2 separate regions of the Hordeum vulgare genome follow, and region 2 is linked to region 1. The links are chromatin contacts, called in public Hi-C maps. All regions are on one chromosome and are shown on one strand. Each heading gives the region's core, a stretch centred on a gene start, on an enhancer-like site or on the middle of the called end of the contact. The rest is flanking DNA. Distances are from core to core; before and after follow the strand shown.

Region 1 (5,976 bases), core at 2,095-4,594:
ATAAATGATTATCATGAACAAGGAAATATAATAATAACCAATTTATTATTGCCTCTAGGGCATATTTCCAACAGACACGACTATTCGAATAGTTAATTCTTATCCGTGTAGGGGGTGCACCAAATTATCCAACACGCTCGATCACACTGTGTGCGGACATATTTTCCTTGGTCATGCCCGGCCTCAGAAGGTGAACACGTCGGAACCCTACCTACTTTTTTTGTAAAAAGCATCAAACCCATTTTAAAGATTCACTCGAGAACAAAGCATATCAAACATAATAAAAATAACATCATGATTTTGAGACTACAAAACTCCCACAACTCCCGCCAAAACGAGTCGCCGATGCGCCGCTCCTCTATCAAAGCCGGCTTAACCCTCTCGTTGACAACTAAGAAGTCTTCGTGCACTTGCCCCTAAGGACCAGCACCTTGGAGTTACAATTGTCAACGTTGAGCGTAGATCACAAGCATCTTACACCGAATCCCGTCACAAGAGTTGATACCATAACCGCACGGTCCCAATGAGACGACAACAATCTACATTGGTGCTCCGTCGACTAAGTTGAAAATGACAAACTCGAGGGAGGTCGTAACCCGGAAGACAAACTCAAAGAAGAAGCCCCGTCATCTGCCCAAGCATCACACGTGTGAGGACTAAAAGAACCTAACTTAAACTACTAACCAGAGCGGAGTCACCGGGATTACCCTTCCCGCCACAGGGCGACGGCGAGACAGGCAAAGAGGAGGTGAATCCATGGGCTTGCTGATGAAATCTGGATGGAAATGTTTCCATTAGACGCGTAGCATTAGGGGAGGAATCGAGAGAAAGCAAGATTTTGATGGCTATTAGGAAATCCTTGACGGAAGCTTTCTTCTCTTCTTTCTGTCTTCAAAATGTTCGATCAAAGGTTCGAAAGGAGCAAAAGGTCTTTTTCAGAAATTTTCTAATTGACCTGATTGCATCAAGTTGCGAGAGATTCTATATGACTCTCTTTGTGTCAAGTTGTTGCTGTTTCACACACATCCTTCACTTGACGGGCACTCTGGGCCGTTTCTGTTTCTGCTCGCGTCCTTTTGCCACTTTTTCCTTCTTTTTTTTTCGTTTTTTGTTTCTTTTGAATTTTATTTTCAACATTTATTTTACATTTTAAACTAAGTTTATGTTTGAAAATTGTTCTTAAATTTCGAAAACTGTTCTTGATTTTTAAAAAGTTCCAAATTTCAAAATTTGTCGTCTTCTAATTTTCTTCATAAATTCAAAAAATCTTTAGGATATTAAAAAATGCTTTTGTTTCTTAAAACAATATTGTGAATGTTTTTGTTCAAAATGTTTATAAAATTTCACAAAATGTTCTGGCATAGAAAAATGCTTTCATTTTCACAAATTGTTTGCTAATTGCAAAAAACGTTCATATTTTTATTTTTTCCGGACATTCAATAGATGTCCCAGTTTCATAAGTGCAAACGTTTTTAGAATTTTTTAAAAGTTTTTGGAAACATGAACATTTTCAAAAAATTTATTTTTTTTAAAGAATGAAAATTTATATGTTTCCAAATTTTTTTAGGAACATGAACTTTACAAAATAAAAAATATACTTGAAAAAAGGAGAAATTTGTGAACAAATTTTGAAGCGGGAACATATTTTGAAACACCTAGAAAATCGAAACATGAACATTTTAGCAATTTTTGAAAGCATGAACATTTTTTAATGTTCTGAATAATTTTTATGTAAACTTACTTTTTTTTCGAAAACACATACAAAAGTTGAACATAATGGAAAATGAAATTGAAAATGAAAAAATGAAAGGAAAGGAAAGAAAAGAAAAGAAGAAAACCATATTAGAAATAGAATAAAAAAGAAGAAGAAGGGAACAATGAGGAAAAAAAATGAAAAAAAAGTGGAACCGAGAAAACAGAACTAATCAAAAACAGGTAAAGGGATTTCATAAAAGTTCCCAATACAAAAGAAACTGGAAACATTGAAATGCTTAAACAGGTCAGCTCATCGCGGGTCTGCTAGGTCACGCGCCTGTGCGAACTGCCAGCAGTTTGATCCAAAAGGCAAAAAATGGGGAATTCCTCAAGTTGTCACCCAAAATCATAAAGCAAGCGGACGAGCAATGAAACGGGTCGACCCATTTAGCATCCTTAGCTGGTTTCTACTGGGTTTGGGAGCCTACTATGAGGTTGCTGGAATAATTTTTTTTGCTTATTTCTCATTCCTTCTTTTTCCTGTTTCTTTTTTTCAAGTTTATTTCCCCCAACAAAGGTTTTTTTGTTGATTTTTTGTAAGATCAAAAAATGTTTGCATTTTTAAAAACTTTAAAAATACTGTTTTATCATAAGGTCAAAAATTTACAAAATATTCATGTTCCTTTTAGAAATGTCCGCGCTTTTAACAAATTGGTCAGATGTTCAGAAAAGTCCTCATTTATATTTTTTTTCACAGATTTTGCAAATACTCCAGAATTTTTTTGTAAATTACAACAAATGATCGCCTTATCAAAATTTTGTTCGAAGTTAAAAAGGAATTGGTCATAGATGAAAAAAATATCCCCCGTTTTCATATAAAAAAGATATTCTTGTTTGCAAAATTTCTTTAGTGTTTCAGAAATTTAAGTTTCAAAATTTGGTTCACAAAATTTAAAAAATGTTTGCATTTCAGAACTTGTTCATTATTTAAAAAATAATTCTTTTCGGTTCAAAAAAATCGAAATATATGAGTTTGGGAAAAATATTTTCGAAACTTTTCTGTTTAACATTTTTCACAAATACATCTTCAATATTTTTTGCCAAAACCTTGTTTTGAATATTTTCTCAATATATGTTAAAGCAATCTTTGAACTACGCAACAGTTTTGTAAATTATAGTTTTTTTCCTAAATGTGACGTACATATTTTCGAAACTTGTGAAGAATTTTTAAAATAAATCATACATTTTCATGAATGTACGTTTATTATTGAATTAATAGAACATTTTCTTACACTAAATATAAATTTGATTGAACGTCGTGTGTGTGCGGCATTTTGTAGTTGTCACAAATATTTTATTATTTTTATATTCACATTTATACATTTATTAGTATACAACATAAACATCTCTTACGCGTTTTAATATTTGTCAAATGTTCAAATATAAAGTGTTCTTGACTGGAGTATCGCTCCTATAAGGGCCCGATTCCGTTTCCACAAAGGCCTAACAGGTATGCACAGGAAAAAAAAAGAAGGAAAAAGAAGCCCAGCCAGCGAACCCCCGATTTGGACGACCTCGTCCATCCCGCGGGTCGTCGAGCCGCCCTCTCACCCAGCAGGCCGGCGCACCGCGCCACGTCGCTTCTCTCACCTGCAGCGTTCCGTCGTGCCGCGCGGCACCTCTCACCCCAGCGCGCCCCGCACCGTGCCGCGCTTCTCACCAATGCCGACAGCGTACCCGTTCTGCTCCGGCCGCCTCCCTCCCTCTAGGTTCCATGGCTCCAACTTCCTGCATCTCGCACTACCCCCATCTCCCCGGCTCACACACCACCACACTATCTCTCCCTGGCGGGGCTCCGCCGCCGGAGCGCTTTGTCCGTTCACATCCACCCCCCCTAGGTCGTTCAATACCACCACCCCAGGAGGTTCATCGCAGCAGCACCCCCTAGATCTCGCCCCTCACCTTAGGAGTTCAGTTATCCAGTGTGTTTCAGTCCAACTTGAGCTCCTTGAGATGATCATAAATTCATATAATTAAGTTCAAAATTATAACATGGTCCATGTATTTGACATCCAGATCCGTGATTATTAAGAGGGAAAGTTGGGATGAGAACTCACAACTCACAAGGCTCATTCATCTAGGTTCTTCATCTTTTCATTTTGTAATCTGGCTGTGCTGCCCGTTGTATTGCCAATGGCACTACTGATTATGTAAGCGAACTAGGAGTAGTTACTGCTGCTATACTGATGCTGGCCGGTGTTCTCTTGGTCATTTTCAGTGGTAGCAAGCAACTCCCATTGTAACCTCGATCGGTAGTAAAGTTGTACAAGTTCAGTATCATGTGTTGTTCTTTTGATCAGTGACGTATTATTATATGCCCCTTCCGCCAAGATCAAGTGAAGGTGTAGCAGGATATTCAAACTTGCATATCATGGCCAACCTGCTTGTTTTAGCACAATCCCATTGGCTGCAAAAAAAAAAAAGTTGACTTAGCTATCTGTGGTCAGTTTCGTGGTGTATTTGAGGTTATGCCTGAGTTTAGAGTCGAAGATTCACACACATGTAAGCATATGTGATGTGAGTTTGTATGGGTCACTATTTTTGGTGAAGAAAATTAATAGGGTATAGTTTATCTGCAGGACAGTGACTCAGCCTGGACACGGTCCGGTCCCGGTCCGAGCCGGCGTTTGGACCGGCCGCCGGCAGTCCGGACCGGACCGAGCTGTCCAGCGGTCTGTATTTTCACGAACCGAAAGTCAGCCGGCTCGGTCAGTCTTTTTAGGACCGTGAGGACCGATTACAACACTCCTTTCAGCAGCTGTTTAGCTTCTATTTAGCTGCAATTTAGGTCCTAGTTAGCTGCTGTTTAGGCATATGTTGAGCTGCCAACTTTTTAGAACAAGTAGAGCTGTAAATTAGCATTTTTATGCACTGAATGATAGCTGAGAGAGACTAGTGCTCGATTTTGCAGGTTCAGAGTTCAGGTTCAGAGTCCAGGATCAGGTTCAGAGGGAGGTTCAGAGTTCACGTTCAGAGTTAGTAAGGGAGGGGAGACTACTGCTCGATCCCCTCCTCCCGGGGCGCAGCGCCACGGGCCACGGCGGGGTCAAGGACATCGGGCATCGGGAAGGAGGACAGTGGGCAGGCGGCGGGGGAGATGAACTAAGCAGGTTACGTCAGGCTGCCCTTCGTGGCGCTCGGCGATGAACCAGAGAACCAGCTTGGACGAGATGTTGCCGTCGCTGTCACACGTCGTCGCGCGTCGGTGAGGGGAGTGGCCGCCGGCACCGTCGCGATGGAGAGGACTATTCGAGCGAGGAGCAGAGGAGGAGGAATCGAGCGAGGGGAGACTGCATGGAGTTAGCGAGCAGATCGACCTTGTTGGGCTTCGGTCCGCTCGTTCGGCCCGGTTAAAGACCGGACCGGACCGAACTATTTTCGGTCTAGATTCCTGGGCCCAGACCGGCCTGTTTTGTTGTCGGCCCTAGACCGTACGGTCCGGTCCTGAACGGGCCACGAGCGGGCCGAAAAGCTTGCTCGTGCCGTCCAGGCTGAACAGTGACTATTCACTTCGGACGCATCAACCACCCCTTGCTGCATGCGACGACACACTCCCTGGTTGTTGGGATCCCGAGTTATAAGTCGTGATCATCAAATGCATGTGTATAGTGATTCGAGAGATCAATGCTCACTAAATACATAAAAACTGAATAATAAGAGTCTTACATCCACATATCGACTTACACAAATTTATGACCTTTATAATAAAGTCTTACATAGATAAGGTCATGAAGGCCAAACACCAAACACAACTCGCAACGGAAATCTTGAACAAAAGCGTGAACCCATGCGATCTCTCTAAACTCTACAAACATTCTGACTGAGAAACGTCCTAATTCGCATGATCGTCATCAAAGTACTCTTCACCATATTCCTACTCTTTCATGTGTGGCCAATTAAATAACCATTGACAAACCAATGAGTACTTTCAATATACTCTGGAAGCAACCCATGTTTGGAACAAGGCATAACAATGCATGATATAGCAGTGTGTAGGTAATTGGCAGAAAGCTAATTTTGAGTGCAATGACATGTTTGATCGACTTGTAAAAACATGCATCAACAAGTTGCAGATATCCATATGAACATGTTACACATATCAATATAAAGAGAGTACCTCTACTCTAGTTTCATCATCTCATCAAGTCATCTTACTTAGCTCAAGTATCTCTTTTATCTTACACACACCAAGTTTTGTGAAAAAATGTAGACGTAGTTTAA
Region 2 (5,976 bases), core at 1,970-4,469, 430 kb before region 1:
ATTTGATGCACTTTTTTCAAATTTGATGAACTTACTTAAAAATTCCATGAACCTTTTTGAAAATTTATAAACTTTTTCAAAATTTGATGATTTTATTTTCAAATTTTATGATTTTTTTCCAAATTTCATGAACTTTTTTCAGATTCATGAACTATTTTTTCAAAATCCGTGAATTGTTTTAAAATAATATGAATCCTTTTTTCAGATCACTTTGAAATTTTCAAATGTGTGAACCTTTTACAAAAAATTACGAACATTTTTTCATTTTTATGAACTTTTTCATGTTCACTTTTTATTTTTTTTGCTTTTTGGTACTTCTTGTACGAAAGTGTGCGTGAAACTGGGCCGGCCCAATTCCCTCGACTCGTGGGCGCGAGTTCTCCTAGCCGGCGCTTAAGGCGCTAACTAGGAGCTCCCGCGTAGCACCGCTAGGAGTTGGGTTGAAGTTTGTGAACGCGATAACTCGCAATTCTTTCTCGCTGATAGATCTCCGCACTCGGTTTAAAAATAGGGCGATGCTCTGCGCCGGCACACCGGCCGCCCGATCTGCCAGCTGTAGGCGGGTCGCGCCGTTAGATCTCCATGCAACATTTTTTCATTGATGCAACAAATTTTGATGCTATGCAGCATTTTTCGTCAAGGGTTGCAAAAAAAAATTATAGCAAAAAAATATATCTACGTGATCGTAGCAAAAAAACGAAGAAGATGATGCGTGGTAGCAAAAGTCAAACGCCGGTTGTAGCAAAATATCTACGTGACGTGTACGCAACTTTTTTAGTGAACGGTTACAGCAAAAAAATGATGTCGGTTGTAGCAAAAAATAACACGGCTGTAGCAAAAGTCAAAACGCCGGTTGTAGCAAAAATCCAATAAACTCGAGTTGCAACCAAACGTATATGCAGCTTTTTTACTGAATAAATGTAGCAAATAAAAAACGCTTGTAGCAAATATAAACGCTGGTTGCAGCAAATTTGCACGAGAAAAAAAGCTGCATGAAAAACATTTATATCAAAATAACATATGGTTGCAACAAATTTAACGAAAAAATGTTGCATATACCTGCCAGCGAGGCGCGCGGTCCGTGCGCGACGGACCGAACGATTCGGCCGGCGCGCTGGGTGGAAGCGTTTGCCTTAAAAATAACCATAAAAAGCTGTCTACACTTTTTCTCAGAGAGAAGGAGAGAAAAGTTCATCATTCCACCCCCCGAAATGCAAGTTCATCATCGTACTACATGTGGCACGTACTGTGCAGAAATCCATGAAAATTACACCGTAGTTTCAGTTTATGGAAGTAACGTTCGGTGCTCAGCGAAAAAGGTGTCCATCCCTACACGCAATTCAGAAGAAGCTTCTCTCAGTCTCAGTGGGATTGCACAAAACCAGTCACCTCTTTCCAAACTATTCCATGCATGCCGATGCTCGATTCGTTTCCTCAAGAAGCATCAAGCGGAGGGGCCTAGCTAAGCTAGCCCGATCAGCCAAACCAAAGTCCCCGGCTAGAAGATAAGGGTCGGTCGGCCCTGCTGATATAGCGATATGATATCGCCTCGGCGCCCACAGTAGCCTCCATTCCTCCCACGAATCCCGGTCCAGACGTACGCGCGCGAACAGCAGCAGCCGCGGAATCGAACAAACAGTGGGAAGAGAACAAGAACAAAATGCCATCCATGCACGTCCGGTTCTGCTTCTGCGCGCGCCTAGCCTAGGCCGGTCGTCCTTCGTGCGTTCCATCTCAGGATTCTTCTTGGCGATCGCAACTTGTCTCTGGCATATCGACTCCCCCCACGTCCGCTCATGCACAGGCCATGCGCGTCCATTCACGCACACGCTGTTTGGTTGGAGAGATGACACCATGGACGGGACAGGGTCCTAACGATTCTCCTCTCTACTCTCTAGGCTTACCAGAAGGTCGTGAGTAGCCCTCAAGCACCGCCCGTCATTTTGGCACCTCCCTGCCTTGATATTCTTGCTATCCCTTTGACGCTATGGGGCCTATACGGTGGACAGGCATGCATGGATGGACGAGTGTGAGGCCAGCCGTGACAAACAAATCCCGTGCCACCAGGGATATGCCAATTTGGTGGCTTGCACCTGTAAGGTTCTTCTCGTCGCAATGAAATCTCCGGGTCATTAGCTAGCTAGCGATCACTTCCCTGTGCCCAAGGGCATAAAATAATAACTACTACTGATAAGTGAGCCCTGAAGACGGCAACGTACGCGCGTCAGTTACGTTTTCGAGTTTGACGCGAGGGGGACAAAAACTCGCACGATTTGGCCCGTAATCCCGGCTGTTTTCAGCTCATTCGAATGAATATTTATAGACAAAGTCATCTGTTTTTATGCCAGAGAAAATCAGAGTTTTGGATGTAGTTTTGGACGTCGTAGCTAGCAAAGATAAGCACTCGAGGAGCTGCATCGCTGCACGTACGGCATACCATGGGTAGCCGCGGCTTAGCTAGTGAGGACCATAACGGCATAACCACAAGGGCACCTCTCACTTTCAGGATGCGCCACGAGAGGCAAGTAATTAGGCCACGACTGGACGAGAGGACCACGGCGAATCGCCATTGAACTCCAAAAGGCAAAAGGCCGAGCTTGGCTTGGCCGCCCCTCTTATCTCCCCGAGTCCCCACGAGGGCCACGACCGCATATATCTCAGTCTCAATCTTGGGCCCCGTCCCCCTCGCCGGAGCTGCAACTGGCGCGCGACGCATGCATATCACCTACGCGATCGATCCGTGTATCCGAGCACGAACTACTCGCCCAACACGCACCGTCGCGGGGGCGGCCGGTGCGTGGTGCCCCCGGGAGCCGAGCATTAAGACGGGCCGGCAATAGAAGTTTGTTAGGCACGACAGCAAGGGCGGCACGTGGGCTTCGCCGTTGAGCGTTGCGGCATGAAATAATACACTCCACACCGGCCACCTGCTTCCCGTAACAGGCTGAGTTTTCGGTGAACAGCTCGTTGGTTGTAAGAACTAAGAAACCCTGTCACAGACACCTTAGAAACCAACTGCACAGGCGAGATGTGTGTATAGTCGAGCATCGATCTGTGGAAGGAGGAGACCTCCGCGGCCGGCCGTGGCGTCGCTGGCACGGCGATTCACGCGTGTCTCCGGGGATCTACGTACGAGAGCGACGGGTGAGGATGTAGATGGCCTCCCGCCGCGCCCTACCGCGCTGTCCGTTCAGTTTCCTGTCACGCTATCGCCTCTTGCTGTTTGCCTCCCCCCCTATAGCTGCTCTGACGTACCCCCTTTAGTACAACCTAAACCTGCACCGTTGCTCCTGAATTCACCGCCTCTAGCTCTAGGTAGGTGAGCGGGCGCCGTCAGTGCCGGCCCATCACGACGAGGCCCTAATTAATCTTGGTTAGTTTCACCGAGTCGGCATGCATCATCACAACACAAGGGACGTCGTACAGCGCTATTCTTCACTGGTCACAGACCCCAGATTCACCAAACAGTCATTGAGCCTAGTGCTACTGCTGCATGATCTACCACTGGTTGCTTAAGCAGTACTGCTCGATCTCGATCGATCTAGCACCGGCGATGGACGGGTTCGCGTCGACAAGCACCCAGTGTATGTGGCCGTTTGACCTAACAAATTAACCACCAGTACAGCGACAGGCTCCTGTCTGGACCTGCTCCGGTCATCTTTCTTCTTAGATAAGAATCATTGTACCGGCTGATTGCCCCGTCGGTGTAAAATTAGCTCTGGATAATCCAGTTCCACTTGTTTGGCGTTCAGCCTGGTCGATGGGTGCCAATTCTGTGAGACGTCAGAGTTGGATCGCATTAGCAGCCAAGTACGTACGCCCTGATTCATGCTCCTCACACTGGCCGGACAACGACCAAAGTTGCTACATGTTGATGACCACAGCATGCACCCATCCAACGCCAATTGTTTGCGTGAGACCATCAACATTCAAACGCCTCAAACCCGTCTCATATGCCTCGCCAAATGACTTGATCACTCACTTACCGGTCATGAAAATACGACCCAACAATTGCTTTAACCTGGCCTCAAACGTTAGTCCCAGTGACACCCCTCATATCTGACCCCGATATGGGATGGATATCGGGAAGGATTGGGGTGCCCGGGTTCATCCGTCACGTCGGATCCGGTCCACGCCACCCAACCACACATATATTCATCTTGATTCCCTCACCACACAAAACCCTAGTGAGTCCACTCCACCACCGTACCAAACTCCCATCCGGCGATCTCCGGCTTTTGCTAGCATGACGGACAGAGGCTCAGAGTCATGCACCTCCCTATCCATTGATCATAAGCTCATCTCACGCGGCCCCTAGAAGGAGATGACCGTACGACTTATGCTTAGCCGCTCCCGGGAGGAGGCCGCCCGATGCAGCCCTTCGACTCCTTTCGTCGAAAAATCAATTGTGTCCGCACGATCGACGGATAGATCCACGGACCGAAGGCGATGTAGTTCGTGTGGCGTTCGAACGCGGTGGCAGGCATGCAACCTCCGTTCGAGCACCGATCTAGAGGACGCACCATGCATGGGCGGCCTCCAACACAAACATGGCGTGTCGTGCCCGTCGTGCGAGGCAACGGGCACAAGAGGTGGAGGCGCCATTCGTGGCGGTGGAGGTTGGCGAGGCGGAGTCGCATTCTCCGGCGTCACATATGGTGAACCAGTGCTGGCGCCGCAACCGTGTCGTGGTGGACGACGACTCCTCCATGGAGGAATCCATCATCGGTCTCACGTCAACCGGTGTCGCCCGAGTTATGGGCTCCGATGAGGAATAGTAGGACATGGGAGACTGTCGGCCCAGTGGGAACCAGGAAACAACGACCCGTGTGTCGCTGGACCTAAGGGCGATGCCTGGGCCGGCCCATGTGAGATGGTTCAACCCGAGCCGCTCTAGAGGGAGCTGCCTCCCGAGGGGCAGGCCTGTCAAGGCCCCTTGCCTCTCGATCAAGCCCTGCCGAGGCAGGCTCCCCTCGCGAGGCCGCCTTGCGAAGCATGTCATACAATCGTACGACGCCAGCCGCGGGGGTTCGCATCCGCCATGTGCGTAACATACCTGCACAGAGAAGGAGAGAGGTCGCGTTAGGCGGGCGCAGACATGGAGGATTTCCTCTTTGGTGATTAAGGTGCAACACCCGCTGCCCATCCAAAAGCAGGTTCCCAAAGCTTACCGTTTCCGTGAAAGAGGATCGCGACGGATCGACGCAGCAGGACGGGGGTCATCGCCGAGCTCACAAGCTCGTCACGATGACCACTTTATCACGCGAAGACCGCCTTCAGTCAGGATAAACCTGGGGTCCTGTCCCCCTTTGAATTGTCACCATGTGGCCACCCTTTCCCACTCATATTTGGGGAAGCGGACCGAGGGACGACAAAGGGGATATGACCGTTTCCATGTAAGGCGATAGACCCATTCTCCCCCACACCTCATGTATTCGGAGCTCGAGCTCTCCACAGCAATTCAACACACACAAGAGTAGGGTTTTACACCACACGGTGGCCCGAACCTAGGTATCTCGCGCGCCACATGGTTCCCTGTGAGGAGTGAGCTAGCCGCCGATCTTGCTTGAGTTTACCATCGTGTTGCAGGTTGCCAAGCCAAGTCCCCTAGTGTTTGAATCCTAGTTCTTGTGAGAGTTCCTCGGACGCAGATCCCGGACTGTGACATCTGGCGCACTAGGTAGGGGGACTTGCTGTCTTCACGTCTCTCGACCTTGGCTTCAACTCCGGCATGGACGATGCCACCGCTCATCGGGAACGCACAGGGTGCCGAGCTACCACCAGGGGTCGTGCAGCGCCCGTCGCCCGGGGCACCCGGGGGCGGCGCCCTCATGCCACCACCGAGCCTGTTGGAGAGTGGGTGGCTGATACGTCTCAAACGTATCTATAATTTTTGATGTTTCATGCTGTTATCTTGTCATCTTTGGATGTTTCATGTACCTTTTATGTCTTTTTTGGGACAAACTTATTAATTCA

Evidence for each region. Hi-C and Micro-C count contacts between places; a contact is called where the count stands out from the background.
Region 2: a Hi-C map of seedling shows a contact between it and region 1, with 6 times the contacts expected there. The contact joins two enhancer-like sites. A contact is called at or near these places in 4 of 6 Hi-C or Micro-C datasets (leaf and seedling).

Annotation. Positions count from the first base shown.
Region 1 is chr6H:485,752,514-485,758,489 of MorexV3_pseudomolecules_assembly, reverse strand. No RefSeq gene overlaps it. Among protein-coding and RNA genes, the nearest start is that of LOC123403721, 140 kb to the left of the region's middle. Within about 2 kb of position 3,344, at least 3 of the 3 cell types and tissues checked have open chromatin away from gene starts, as enhancers often do. A contact at or near this core is called in leaf and seedling, where this site is marked.
Region 2 is chr6H:486,183,999-486,189,974 of MorexV3_pseudomolecules_assembly, reverse strand. No RefSeq gene overlaps it. Among protein-coding and RNA genes, the nearest start is that of LOC123402563, 93 kb to the left of the region's middle. Within about 2 kb of position 3,219, at least 3 of the 3 cell types and tissues checked have open chromatin away from gene starts, as enhancers often do. A contact at or near this core is called in leaf and seedling, where this site is marked.